Linked DNA regions of Mus musculus: region 1 is linked to region 2. Evidence: chromatin contacts called from public Micro-C data. All regions are on one chromosome and are shown on one strand. The core of a region is the stretch at or near the end of the contact, and the rest is flanking DNA. Distances in the headings are between cores, read along the strand shown. Region 1 has its middle 10 kb from the start of Gm35546. Region 2 overlaps Gm35341 (a long non-coding RNA gene).

Region 1 (4,066 bases), core at 1,155-3,654, 160 kb after region 2:
TTCTCACACCAACACCCACACAGACGCCCTGGATGACCGTTGCACCTGCATCAGGTTGATGATCTGTGAACCAATGCAACTCAGAGAGCAGATGCCATCCCAATCGTTTGCCTTCTGTATAGATCCTGAAAGGCCATCTAAGCAAAGGCGTGGCCTACTTGTTCCATCTGGCAGAGAGAGCAGCTGTGTCTGTTCATCCCAACTAGCTCAAGATTCCGCAGGAAGAACTAGGGAGGGAGGGCAGCAAGCCTCATCACTTGTAATGTACATCGCAGATAAACTGGCCGCACACTTCTGACACTTACATTGCCTGCACTCAAGTTTTCCCAGTACAGTTACCCTCCCACCACACAATTCTGTAAATGGTTGGCTTTCCAGACAGTTCAGATCATTCAACCCCTTATTAACTCACACCACTGCTGTAGGTGCTGATATCCTCTGTTCCATGGCTGAGAAAATGGAAGCAGAGAGAAAAGAGATAGCTAAACTCGGGGCTTCGGATGGATTTGAACCTGAGAGACCGGGCTGCAGAGTACTCTCGAAACGTTTACGTTGTTCTGCCCTCTAAGGTGTGCAAGAGTCAGCAGGCCTGTCTTCTGGGATGCCACAGTGTGGTGCATCTCTGTAGGACAGCGATAGGCACCGTCTCTGCCTCTCTGTGTGAGCTTCCCCTCTAGGTCACTGTGATACAAGAGTTGACACAGAAGATCTAGAAAGAGAGGAGGAAACAGATGGATTTGACCTGACCTGCACCCGACCTTGGCTGCCACTGCAAATAAAAGGGAAGTTCACTTGTCACAGAATTCCTGTAAAAAGCAGCTCGCTGATTGGCCTACTTTAGTTCCTATTTATACATATTTGTTCATGAATTCAACAAGTACAGCTTGAACCCATAGTCCGGGTCTAGCACTTTCATTAGACACGGGAGAGTGTCATCAGATTCAGTCTCGATGGCATGTACCATGTGAATTAAACAAACAAAAACAAAAACAAACACAAAACAGGACATGGTGGCCCTGGGTATGGTGGAAGAGAAGGAGGTCTACTGTAGATGAGGAAGAAATCAGCCAGAATATCAGGTTTTTATATGACTCAGTTTCTATAAAAAGCTAAAGCTTAACAAAGTGTTAGCAAAGACAAAGAAGCTAGACATCGATTTTTTTTAAGCCAGCTATGGTTAACCTGAGTAGACCTTAGGGATTTATAAACCTTATTTATTAAATATACCTTGGCTTTTTTTAACCACATGGCCATGTTAACCAAGATGGTGGTAAAGTTACGTTATATGTATTCTTTTTTAACCTTAGTAAATAAAGAGGGCTGCCATCCATGGGGATGCTATTGAAAAATATCTATTCTTCTCAATAAACCTATTTTTTAAACAAGAGTTGAATCCAAGTTACATATACAGTATATTCTAAACAAAAGATGAATCACATATGTAGTATATTATTGCAAATTAAGATTATCCATCTATAGGTATTTTTAACTATAAGCCTTTTGTCATATGTTTTAAGCTAAATTTTGTTACAGATTGTTTTAGCCATACACAGTAAACTTAAAAATACTAATATAGTTTACAGCATAGTCAAGCAGTTGTTCCAAACTTCCCTAATGCTGTGGCCCTTTAATACAGTTCCTCAGCTACCCAGCCAGTAAATTATTTCATTGCTACTCCATAACTGAAATTATGTCACTATTATGAATTGTGATGTAAATGTCTGTGTTTTCTGATGGTCTTAGGTCCTTACTCAGCACTCAAGTTCAAATTCCCCAAGAGTCTTTGATTTTTCTACTAAAGTCATCTCAAAGAAAGAAAATTAAAAGGGCTTAGAAACTGGCTCTGCTGGTAAGGTGCTCAACACATAGTGGGGAATACTTGAGCTATAAATCCAGAACCCACAGGAAAAAAATGTGCTTGTACACCTAGATGTGAGGAGGAGGAGGAGACAGGTAGGTCCCTGGAACTTGCAGTCTGGTCAAACTGAATTAGAGAGCTATAGGCCAGTGAGAGAAGCTGTTTGGGAAGCAAGACAGAGAGAGAGCAAGGAAAGCAACCAAGGTCCATCCCTGGCCTCCACATTCATGCAGACAGACAGACAAAAATAAAACTCATTCAGGGCATGGGCTATCAGTTGTTTAACCATCAGATGGTTTTAGCTAGAATAGAAACCTTTCAAGGTCTATCTACATTTTAGAATATTGTTTCACATTGCTTCCTGTGAGCATATTTAGCCCCCAGATGACTCTACACAGAATGGCATCTCATACTCAAATCATCATGTTCGTGGGTTTGCTTAACTGATCTGAGAGTGATGCAGGCTCAGAACAAATCGGCTTCTGCCCATGTAAGGACTGACTGGGAGCCCTGGATCTGCCCAGTCCCCCGTGAGGATTCTTGCCGGGTTTATGACATGAGACCTGCTGGAGAGATGGCCACCACTCAGCACATTCCTGACACACACGCCTCTGGAGGACAGTCCAGAGTCAGTCTCAGATGCCCAGATCTGGAAACACAAAACCAAACCAACAGCAAACACAAATGAAGTGGGCAGAATCCTGAGACTCATGAAGAACACTAAAACAGCAATGCCAACTTAATTAGAACGCCTTCTCATTCCTTGGTTTCTCATCTTGTTTTCTGCAATAGAGTGCACAAATTTAGGAAGGGCAAGCAGCTGAATTTATTGGTAGCGACTTCTTTAAAACAGCTCTCTTGTTGTAGCCTAGCAATGACATTATAGCAAGTATTCTACAACAAATAAGAGAAAGAAAAAATTGAATGAATCAATTAATTAACTACATTAAATAAGAGAAAGAAATACAAATAAGAGAAAGAAAAATTGAATGAATCAACTAATTAATAGACACAGGGCAAAGAGCCTACGGAGATCATGTCTGGACTCACATGTGCTCTCCTATGTTCTTGTCTCTCCTATAGTAGACGTTATTCATCGTCCCCTTGTTGGATTTTTTTAAAAGTATCTAAGTATCTGAAGTCCAGTTGTTCCAGCCCAGCTTAGTTCACTGTACCTAAGACATTTTAAATGTTTATAGTGCAGTATCAGAAGCATTTTTTTAAATATCTGTATTTTGTTTTGTGTTATTTGTGTGTTCCCACCCTGTCTCCTTAGTCTCTATTTTCCCATCAGATTGTTGATTTATCCAACATGCACACAGAAATAGAGAATAAATAAACTACTAATTCTGGAGATGACAAATCAAAGGGAGACTAGACACCTGTGAGCTCGTTGCATGAGGCTGTGGCCATGACAAAGAATGGGGCCGTGTGAAAAAGCCCCTTTACCCATGATTCCTTCTGGGACATGTCTGATACTCATCTGTGAAGCATCCAGGTCAAGTTGTATATGGCTTGCTCGCCTAACTCCTTAGCCTTTTTGCTTACCTTTCGTGCAGCACTAGCACATACCCCTCATCAGGACAGGACCCAGGACCCTGTCATTTCCTCCAACTTTTACCCCAAGCTAATAATAACCACATGTCATCTTGGAAGTGTTTCTCCTCTTGCTACTGATGGTACTGGGGACTTAAGAAATTCATGATCTTGCTCTTCATGGTCGTGGACATCTGTAATCCAAACACTCAGGAGGGAGAGGCAAGAGGGTCCCAAGTTCAAAGCCAGATTGAGCAACATAATGAAATGCTGTAGAAAAAAAGGGGAGGTCAGGGAAAGAGGTTGGGTGAAGAGGAAAGGAAGAAGAAAGCAAAAAAGACTCAGAGAGCCATGGCCTCTTTAAGCTTTGGTTTCCTTGAATGGAGTCTAAGATCACTGGGGTTGATAGTAGTACAATGGGGCCATTTGGTGGCAAGGAAATATTCTTTCCCAACTAGAAGGGCAAGCTGGTCCCTCATGGGTATAAATAACTAGGAAACTGTTAGTGGAACCTGAAGTCTGAAGTGCCCCAGAGAACCAGGACCTACCTTCAGATACAAACCTCAACCCTAACACTGGTAACAAAAGTGAGGGCTCTTGAAAAGGTCACAACTAAATGGGAAGCAAATGGAACCGGCTGGCCACTGCCTCTGCTTTTCTCTCGCCAGGTGC
Region 2 (3,725 bases), core at 537-3,036:
GGTGATTTCTCCACAAGAGACATGAGACCAGCCAGAGGGGACACTGGCTACCCTTACAATTCCCATGAAGCAATGGAGGTGAGGTACCGCAGCTAGCCTATCACCAGGTACTTGGCAGAAGGTCTTGGGTGACTTGGCTTCCATTCTGTAGGCCCCTCCCCTTCCCAGTCCACTTCCAAGAGCAGGTCCAAGAGATGATGACATCAATGAGACTTGCAGATATGATCCCTCCAAAAACAATCCCAGGAGGAATTGTCCAGATGGGAATTTCCAGCTGAGCCTGGAAATAATGCAGGCCACCATGGCATCTGAGTGTGTGAGTGTTGGGTGTGGGTGGCAGGGTGTGCTCATTTGTTTGGACATGTGTAAAGGTCAGAGGCTGATGTCTGGATGCCCTTCTCAATGACTTCTTTACCTTACCATTCTCTCTGAGCTCGGCACTTGCTATTTCAACTAGACAGACTGGCCAGCCACCTCCCTTAACCTCATGCCTTGCTTCAGCCCCCATGTGTTAGGGTTACAAATGCTAAATGCACTTTTACAAGCCCTAATTTTTTTTCTTTATTGCACAGAAATGGAGTGTAGAATTCACTGCATATTTTATCCAATAAGAAGCTATCCAGCTTTTGGCATGTAATAGACAGCTTTCGTACAAGTCCAATAGTTTTGCAAAACAGACTCACATTTAAACTTAAAGAATTATTCTCTCTCTCTCTCTCTCTCTCTCTCTCTCTCTCTCTCTCTCTCTCTCTCTCTCTCCCTCCCTCCCTTCCTCCCTCCTTCCTTTCTAACTCTGCATCAAGATCTAATTGCATACACCAGGCCAGATGTTGCATATTAATATCATGATAACCACTACTGTTATGACTTCCTACAGCATTTTTCTTTCTTGTAGCTAATCTTTTCAAAAGCCAAGCCTCATTATTTTAAGGTCCCTACCTAAACAAAACATTTGCTTTTGCACTTAAGGCTGTCAGGAAACACTGTGGGTGGAGCAGAGGAGACCAGCCTGTCTTCTAGGCCTCATGAAGTCACTGAGAGCAGCCTACAGAGCGGGGGACACCCTCCTTATGCAAGCGAGGGAAAAAGGCTGACATCCCTAAACCAGGGTGAAAATGTGCTCACTTCTGAAAATAATATGTCTTTGGTTTCAATTCATATTCAACCCTTTCAAGGATCTCGAAGAAACAGCGCAGGAGCCGGGCTCCGGTTCCCCGATGAATTGAGCGTTTGTTGCCTTGGAAAAAGATCCATCCTGTGGGGGTGTCCGTGGCAGCTGACTGACTCCCAGAAAGGATGAAGGATTACAAACCGGGCTCCAGTTGGATGTGATTTCAGCCGAGTGTGGTATTATTTTTCCTTTATGGTTAACAGCCTTGTGCTTTTCCTCCCCGTGAGAACAGGAGGTAGAGCACGCGTGACCCAGGCTCCACGTGGAGCCCCCCCCCCCCCCAGGAAGGGCACTGCGGGCCTGCGGCTCTAGATGTGTGGCATTTCCCTGATGCTCCCTAAGAGCCGGCCAGCACTGCCTGTGGTTTTTCCAGGTGGTGCTTAAAACATGCCTCGCTGAAGCCCACTTGAAACCTTAGGAAAGCTCTCTGTGAATCGTGTTCTTTCTGGGGATGACTGTGGGATTTATAAGCGAATTCATCACTTTGGACCAGGCTCCAGTATGAAGAAACACAACCAGCTGTAATCTGGCCTAACCCTAATAGAGTATTACAGCATGATCAACTTGGGAATTTAGTGTTTACATGTTTAGGCTTAATCATATTTTAACCCCATCAAATCGGCCACACGCAGGAATAGTTTGCTGCCGTACACTTCCCTGCAAGTGCGGATCGCAAGGCACTGGGTGTTGCCTTTGGGCCCAAGTGTCTTGATGGTGGTTATGGCATCTTTCCCTAGCTCTGACCTTAGCACCAAGAGGATGGCTTCTGCCAAGATATTACAGGCCACATTCCCACAGGCCTGGTGCTCACATCCTACCGAGTCACACCACTGGCATGTTAACCATTCCTCTGCCAGTAGCCATCAACAGCCAGTAGCGATTTAAGGATATTCTGCGGGCTGGGATGTTGACTGGCCTTTTCTTGCATAGGTGTTGTGCAGGCAAGATTGACTCCCAGAACTGGGCAAATCTTTATACACCTTCTCGGCATTTCATTGGCTCTCAAGCTTCTCAGCATCTCATTGGCTGAGAAGTAGCCAGACAGGAGACAGCTGTCTCTTTCTCCTTGGCGTCAACGATCTCTAGCCATGCCGGTAGATCCTAGGTTTGGCTCAGGGAGGAAGTATCAGTGACTCGTGTGCCAGCATTGTAGCGGGCCTGCTTGGCTAAGTTCCAAGACAGGGGTGGGAGATGCTCAGGGCTGTTGCTTGTGATCCCCAACAAGACCCTTGGGGGGCCAGGTTAAAAATCAACAACACAGATTATGGGAGTCAGGCAAGCCGCGGGTTGGCTCGGGAAGGAAGTATGTGCTCGCGGGTTAGTATTGTGGCTGGGCCTGCTTGGCTAAGCTCTGCTGTACAGAGAGTCCCTTCATTCCCAGTTCTTTTTCCTCCCTCCCCCCACCCCCCTGCTCGGTTTGCTGCTGTGCAGCGTAGGGATCTCTGGTCCACCCATGTGTGGAATAGCCTACTGACCTAACTTCCCCTTCCTTTCACTGTCTTAATGGCAGCAGTCACAGTAATTCATCCCCGGAAGTGACGTCGATTGGGCTGCTTCTCTGTTTCAAAGTCTTTGCTCTTTACTTTTAGTTTACAGAGATAAATGAGGCCATTTTCATGTAAGGACACAATGTACTTTGAGCCTATTTTCCCTGTACCCCACTGCCCTGTCTCCCTTCCCCCTAGTCCTCTCTGTTCCCCGATAGCTCTCTTACTTCCACGCCACTGGAGTTTGTTTCTGGTATCACACATCTGTAACATCTAGGGTCCACAAATGAGACAACGCACTACAGCCCCACTCTTCTCTGTGCTTTGTTGGTAAACACCTTGGTTGCATCAAGTTTGCGAGACTTGGAGTAAAGTAACTGCAGCTTATACTCTAGCAGGACTCTAGGTTGTAGCGTGGCGCCCGTCACACAGAATATAGGTTTATAGAATACAAGATACCTTCAAAGCCTAGGTTAAGCATTTTCATTTGTTTCATAAATACTAGAGAGGTATTATCAGCGTCATACTTAATTGCTAACTATTGAATGACCTACTAAGCCATTCTCAGGAGTGACACAGGGTTTAGAATAACCCTTGCAGATGGTGTGGCCCTCCCCCAACATTATAACCAGCAGGCACACCAGAGAGGGCAGCATGTTCTCCTGACGAGGCTGGACTGGGTGGCATGGGAATGACGAATGGGTCTAAAGCCTCAGACCCATTGTCACTCTGACTCTTTAGGACAGAGACCCTGAGGACAGTTCCCGGCAGCTGTGTGTGTGCACCAGTTCACTGTAGGAAAGGATGCTTAATCTTACTCATTTCCTCTCACCTGAGGGAAATCTCCCTATGTCACCCAAGGTTACTTCCTGTCATAGGGGACATCCATGGTTTTGGTCCCTTTGTTGTGTTTTGTAAAAGAAGAAGAAGAAGAAGAAGAAGAAGAAGAAGAAGAAGAAGAAGAAGAAGAAGAAGAAGAAGAAGAAGAAGAAGAAGAAAAAGAAGAAGAAGAAGAAGAAGAAGAAGAAGAAGAAGAAGAAGAAAATAAAGCAAAGGATATGTTTTGG

The links. Hi-C and Micro-C count contacts between places; a contact is called where the count stands out from the background.
Region 1: a Micro-C map of muscle stem cells shows a contact between it and region 2, with 2.1 times the contacts expected there. The contact joins two enhancer-like sites. A contact is called at or near these places in 3 of 484 Hi-C or Micro-C datasets (muscle stem cells and myocytes).

Annotation. Positions count from the first base shown.
Region 1 is chr1:186,575,102-186,579,167 of GRCm38.p6, forward strand. No RefSeq gene overlaps it. Among named protein-coding and RNA genes, the nearest start is that of Gm35546, 10 kb to the right of the region's middle. Within about 2 kb of position 2,405, at least 6 of the 459 cell types and tissues checked have an H3K27ac peak or open chromatin away from gene starts, as enhancers often do. A contact at or near this core is called in muscle stem cells, where this site is marked.
Region 2 is chr1:186,412,240-186,415,964 of GRCm38.p6, forward strand. Gm35341 (a long non-coding RNA gene) reads left to right here. Exons shown (of 4, transcript XR_373803.1): 2 at 1,176-1,347. Among named protein-coding and RNA genes, the nearest start is that of Gm35341, 6.3 kb to the left of the region's middle. Within about 2 kb of position 1,787, at least 37 of the 459 cell types and tissues checked have an H3K27ac peak or open chromatin away from gene starts, as enhancers often do. A contact at or near this core is called in muscle stem cells, where this site is marked.